Regions from separate parts of the Mus musculus genome. Here region 2 is linked to region 1. The links are chromatin contacts, called in public Hi-C maps. All regions are on one chromosome and are shown on one strand. Each heading gives the region's core, a stretch centred on a gene start, on an enhancer-like site or on the middle of the called end of the contact. The rest is flanking DNA. Distances are from core to core; before and after follow the strand shown. Region 1 overlaps Gm36354 (a long non-coding RNA gene). Region 2 has its middle 16 kb from the start of Txnrd3.

The links. A called contact is a pair of places that touch in the nucleus more often than the background predicts.
Region 2: a contact with region 1 is called in a Hi-C map of bone marrow-derived macrophages, with 22 read pairs. The contact joins two enhancer-like sites. A contact is called at or near these places in 2 of 39 promoter capture datasets (embryonic stem cells and neural stem cells), 5 of 15 datasets of contacts at CTCF or cohesin (the NIH/3T3 cell line, hippocampal excitatory neurons, large pre-B cells and 1 more), 98 of 484 Hi-C or Micro-C datasets (the 63-12 cell line, the AML12 cell line, B cells and 58 more), 18 of 115 datasets of contacts at active chromatin or transcription factors (the 230-238 cell line, the NIH/3T3 cell line, astrocytes and 14 more) and 3 of 9 other capture datasets (embryonic stem cells, embryonic tail and embryonic trunk).

Annotation. Positions count from the first base shown.
Region 1 is chr6:88,946,422-88,949,340 of GRCm38.p6, reverse strand. Gm36354 (a long non-coding RNA gene) reads right to left here. Exons shown (of 2, transcript XR_377844.2): 2 at 2,861-2,919. Among named protein-coding and RNA genes, the nearest start is that of Gm36354, 8.0 kb to the right of the region's middle. Within about 2 kb of position 1,405, at least 1 of the 459 cell types and tissues checked has an H3K27ac peak or open chromatin away from gene starts, as enhancers often do. A contact at or near this core is called in bone marrow-derived macrophages, where this site is marked.
Region 2 is chr6:89,626,710-89,629,628 of GRCm38.p6, reverse strand. No RefSeq gene overlaps it. Among named protein-coding and RNA genes, the nearest start is that of Txnrd3, 16 kb to the left of the region's middle. Within about 2 kb of position 1,383, at least 15 of the 459 cell types and tissues checked have an H3K27ac peak or open chromatin away from gene starts, as enhancers often do. A contact at or near this core is called in bone marrow-derived macrophages, where this site is marked.

The DNA of each region.
Region 1 (2,919 bases), core at 156-2,655:
GCTAGAGAATACACAGAACTCCACTAGAAAAAAAAAAGTCAGAAAGAGCAAGACTTGAGCAGGAACTCCACGGAAATTACCCAAATGGCTAACAAGTGCAGGGGAGGCTGTGAGGACCCTTCAGTAACCATGGGCATTCAAGGGCTAGCCACAGTGAAGTATCTTTACACAGCCGTGAGCCAGGCTAAAGCCAAAATGTGGGGTAATAGCGTCAGCAACAATGTGGAAGAACTGGAATGGTTGTTTGGGGGAATCTGTGGCTCATCATCAAAGAAAATGTCTTAGTTAGGGTTTTACTACTGTGAATAGACACCATGACCAAGGCAAGTCTTATAAGAAACAACATTTAATTGAGGCTGGCTTACAGGTTCAGAGGTTCAGTCCATTATCATGAAGGTGGGAGCATGGCAGCATCTAGGCAGGCATGGTGCAGGCAGAGCTGAGAGTTCTATGTCTTCATCCAAAGGCTGCTAGTGGAAGACTGACTTCTAGGCAACTGGGGTGAGAGTCTTAAGCCCACACCCACAGTGACACACCTACTCCAACCAGGTCACACCTATTCCAACAAGGCCACACCTCCAAATGGTGTCACTCCCTGGTCCAAGAATATACAAACCATCACAGAAAGTTAAGTCGTACATTGACAATCCCACTTCTAATTCCAATTCACTTCAGTTATAGCCTTCACACAGAAGAGTGCAGAGCCTCATGGACCCTGCATCCAGGACAGGAATGAGAACGGCCACAAGATCCCGGAGGTCAACACAAGCTGTGAGCCCACCAACAGGAAAACAGAAACACAATATTTATCTAAGTAAATCCTGCAGCAAAGAACCCAAGCAAACTGCAGTCACACACAGGTATGGTGGGTCTTGCTAAAGGAATGCTACTTGTGACACAAAGAGGAGACAGACCAAATGCCTGCTTAATTTTGTTCCTTTTGTTTGTTTGTTTTTGAGACAGGGTTTTACGTTGTCCAGGCTGGCCTTGAATTTGCTATGTAGTCAAAGATGACTTTGAGCTCTTAATCCCTCCTGCCTCTACCTCCCTAAGCACTGGGACTATAGCTAGGCAGCGCAATGTCCATACATGTATATTTTAAGGCAAGATTAGACAGTGATGTTTATCACTTAGCACAGCAATAAACACAGGAAGGCTCTGGCCACCAAAATTGCCAAGAGATGAGAGTTAGAACTCAAAGGGAGCTTGGGGGCTCTGTCAGGGCTCAGGGTCATGACCTAGTGGATACTCCCAGGATACATGCCTTAGAAGCCTTTGCTTGTGTGTGTGTGTGTGTGTGTGTGTGTGTGTGTGTGTAAACATACCACTTGTTTTTTTGGATTCTGCTCTTATTTGAGGAACTGTCTGCTGAAGGCCCTGTGCCAAGAGGTTGGTCACCAGCCTGTGACACTATTTAGAAGATGGGAGTGTGTGTTTGAAGGGGACAGTGGGACAGACCCTGGTCCTTCCTCTTTCTCTCTCTCACTTTTCTTTTTTTTTTTTTAAAAGATTTATTTATTTATTTATTTATTTATTTATTTATTTATTTATTATATGTAAGTACACTGTAGCTATCTTCAGATGCACCAGAAGAGGTCATCAGATCTCATTACGGGTGGTTGTGAGCCACCATGTGGTTGCTAGGATTTGAACTTCGGACCTTCGGAAGAGCAGTCGGGTGCTCTTACCCACTGAGCCATCTCACCAGCCCCTCTCTCACTTTTCTTAATGTGTAGGAGTGTTTTGCCTACCTGTGTCCATGTCCCACATGCAAGCCTAGTGCCTGAGGAGTTCAAAAGACATCATCAGACCCCCCTGGAACTAGATGGTTACTGATGGTTGTGAGCCACCATGTGGGTGCTGGGCACTGACTCCAGGTCCTCTGCAAGAGCAACAAGTGCTCTTAACCTCTGAGCCATCTCTCCTGTCCCTTCCTCTTTCTCTTTGCTTCCCAGAAAGGATGACAGGAGAAACTCCCCCCACCACATGATCCCACCACCATATTCTGCCCCAGCAGCTCCAAAAGCAACAAAGGCAACCAGCTGTGCACTGAGACCCCCAAAACTGTGAGCCAGAACAAGCCATTATTCTTTAAAATTATTTTAAATTACCTTTTCTTTTATATGTGTGTGGGGGGACATGCTAAAGCACATGTGTGTAAATGTGTGAAAAGCAGAGGTTAACTACATCCTTTCCTCCCACCATATAGGTTCCAGGAGTCAAATTCAAGTACCAGGCTTGGCAGCAGGTAAAATGCCCTTCCCCACAAAGCCATCTTACCAGCCCAGCCTTTCCCGTTTTACAGCTGATTATCTCTGGCGCTTTATCACATCGATGCAAAGCTATTTATATAGCTTCAACATTTTCATAGTCACTTGATTTTTTTCCCCTTGAGCTTCAGTCTTGTGTAGCCCAACCTGGCCTCACCGTGCGGCTGAAGATGACTTGGAGCTCCTGGTTTTCCTGGATTCCCACCTCGGGAGCTCTGGGATGACCGACGTGTACCACCGAGCCCGGCCATATCCACCTGATTGTTAACCAGGCTGTTACTCCTGGCAGCAGCTCTACTTTCTAAAAGTGCAGCGTGAACAGTAAAGTGCGGGGATACCAGGCAAATTGTCCTCTTTCAGTGAAACAGACCTAAGTTTGGGCACAAGACAAAGGGCAAAGGGCCAGGCTGGTGCAATAAGAGAGTGGGCACTGAGCCTATCTCTGCCTGTCTGGCCTCTGCTTCACACAGTGGATCAGCACCGGGTGCAAATTGCAGTTTTGTAAATTGATTTCATTCCCAGTGCACCAGGGAGCCTGTCACACAAAGAAACCCCAGAGCAAATTCATTTATTAATTGATTCAGCAAATATTTATCGAGTGCTTGTTTTATTCACAGAGCTGTGAACCCCTTTGGAACCGAAGAATTTA
Region 2 (2,919 bases), core at 134-2,633, 680 kb before region 1:
CTTCAAGTTTGGGGTCTGAAGTAGATTCTAGAATGTAATAGAGGCTAAGGCTGGGACTGGGAAATTATATGTAAATGATTACATATCCAGTGAACAGACTTGTGTAAATGGCTACACAGATGTATCAATTTTACACAGTGAATAAAAAAGACACCAAGAGACCAACAGTGTCTTTGAGGTTATGTCCCTCTTGCTTCTGCCCAAGCAGCTTTCAGGCTGTGACAGAGCGAAGCATACCTGTCTCATTTTATAGAGATGACTGTCTCAGGGACACAGCCTCGAAGGGACAAAGCTGGCTGCAGACCTAAGCAAGATTACTCATGGTTCCTTTGCAGCCTGCCTCCTTCTCTTCTCCTCCCATCCCCTGAAAAATGGCTCCATCAACCTGGCTCAGCACGTTGGCCTCTCAGGTCTGGTTCTTACTTGCAGGAATCATTCTGCCCACAAGAATTTATTCAGTACCTCCGTGGCCAAAGTCCTGTCTACTGCTAAAGACATAGAGTGATAGTTACTGGCCCTGGAACTGCCTTCCTCAGGAGCCAGTATCTAGAGACAGCCAGAAATTGAGAGCAACTTAGGAGACCACTAATTGTCTGTTATTAAAGACCGGTGGCGTTGTTTATGCGTATTTCTTGAGTTATTTGTGCTTCTTGTCCTGAGACGTGATGTATGGAACAGGTAAGGAGAATTTGCTGAGAGACTGCAATGTGTTCCTTGCCTGCTCTCATCCTTTTTCTTCTTTTTAAACAGCTATAGGAATTAGTGTCTAAATAAAATCAACCAACAGGAAAGTGAGCACAGTGCTGCTTTATAACTCTGACAGATGACGGTAACGGACCGCAAACCTGTAGCACAGAAAACCTATAAAACAGGCCTCAAAGCACAGCGCTTTTGTCAAGTTAGAATGAAGGATGTTCTGGGCTCCGGGGGAACTTAGCAGCCAGGAGCGAGGGAGAGTTCCTCAGGTCTTGTGAGCAAGATGTTTATAGCCTGCAAGACTGAAAATCTGAGTTCCAGAGATGTGGAGGCTGAGTGCAGAGGAAGAGCTCGAGGTTGCTTCATGTATAAGCTCCGTGGGGTTTTGATAGCCCTGCACTCACCAGGTCACTGGAACACAAGATGACTGGAGGCTTTCTTCTTTTTCTTCCCCCCTCCCTCCTTTCCTTCTGACAGCTGGACAATCAGGGCTTTTCTTGCCAAAAGCAAAATGAAGAGGACTGGGAAGTCTGAAAAGTAGGCTTCTGTGTCTGGTCCAGTCCCACTTACTGATGCATAGACCCCATGGTTCCGCAAGGTTAGCACAATAACACTGTCTAGGGATGACTCTCTGCCAGTCACCACACTCACCATGGTCCCTATCAGTTCTTTACCAGCCTTGCTTTCCCTTTCAACCACTTCTGCATTGCGCAACTGATTTCATTTCCTGACTTAACCCAGAGTCTCTGAGTCTCACATCCTACAGATTCTGACACATCTTGACTCTCTCCTCTTCCTCTGCCTTCCACCAGAAAAGATACCTCCACTTTGCTTCGATTCCTAAGGATCTACTCACCCTCCAAGTCTTACCAAGCCAACCTGTCCAGAAGTGCTGGAACAGGGAAGTAGAGGAGGGTTGGAAGAAGTGTGGTAGGGTTACAGCGCTTAGACACAGTCCTGCGGGAACCTCTGCTCAGCATGCAAAGCTATAGGTGCTGCTAGCTGCTCAGATCTGTTTGCAAATCTATGAGCTGGTTTAAGAATCTGAGCATTAGTCTTTCTAGTGCCACTGTGGAACAGCCGCCAGAGTCAGTCAACAGGGACGTGTTGCTCAGGAATCAGACCTAATATAAAGAACAGGAATCTTGAATTCAAATAACGAATGTCTGCAGAACGCTGCCCAAGGATACTGACTTCATAAAAATACAAATAGAAAAATCTTGATTCCTTAACTAGGAAAATGGCTTATCAGGCAGATGGAGAAGTGGAACGAATACAGCCAGGGATCAAGATGGTGACTTGACAATTTGCTGAGGAATTATGCCAGAACAGAACATTAAAAAAAAAAAAATGGAGGCACTGGAGAGATGGCTCAGTGGTTACCAGCACTGACTGCTCTTGGTTCCTGGCATCCGCATGGTGGCTCACAACCATCTGTAATTCCAGTTCTAGGGAATCTTATGTCTTCTGGTCTTTGCAGGTACCAGGCTAGGCGCATACACACATACATATATGCAGGCAAAACACTCATACACAGAAATCTTTTTTTCTTTTTAAAAAAGTATGAAGAAACAAAAACACGGGGGTGGGGGGCTGCTGAGTCAATGGCAGAGTGCTTACCCAGCATGTGTGAAGCTACGGGCTCTATTCAAGGGCCACAGCAAACGACCTAGTAATCAGAAAGGGCCAGCACATGCCTGTAATCCCAGGGCTCAGGAGGCTGAATAAGGATGGTCACATGAGCTCATGTGTTTGATGCCAACCTGGGTAACATATTGAGGTCCCATGTCTGAAAGGGAGGGAAAGAGCATAGGCGAGAGAAAAATGGAAAATATCAGGACACTGAGTTCTAGAAAGAGAGAGCAGACAGAAGGAAGAAAATTATTGCCCAAGAAATCATAAAAGCAATTCTCTCCAGCACAAGAAGGTGTGAGTTCTGGGACTGACAGGATCCTCAGGGCAGTATCCTCAGAGTTCAGAGTGAAAATCACTTGGAACCTGTAATTACAGACTCGGCCCATTATAAAGCCCATTATCACTCAGAATAAAGACCTTTCAGGCATGAAAGGAGCCTTGCATTTTTGTACTCACACATTCTTCCCTAAGATAGATAATAGAAGGCTTCTGAAGCAAGAAGAAATGTGAAGATGCACAGAAGGGGATGCAAGAAACACTGATGACCAGATACAACAGCACAAGTTGTCAGAATAAGTGTGGCGGGGC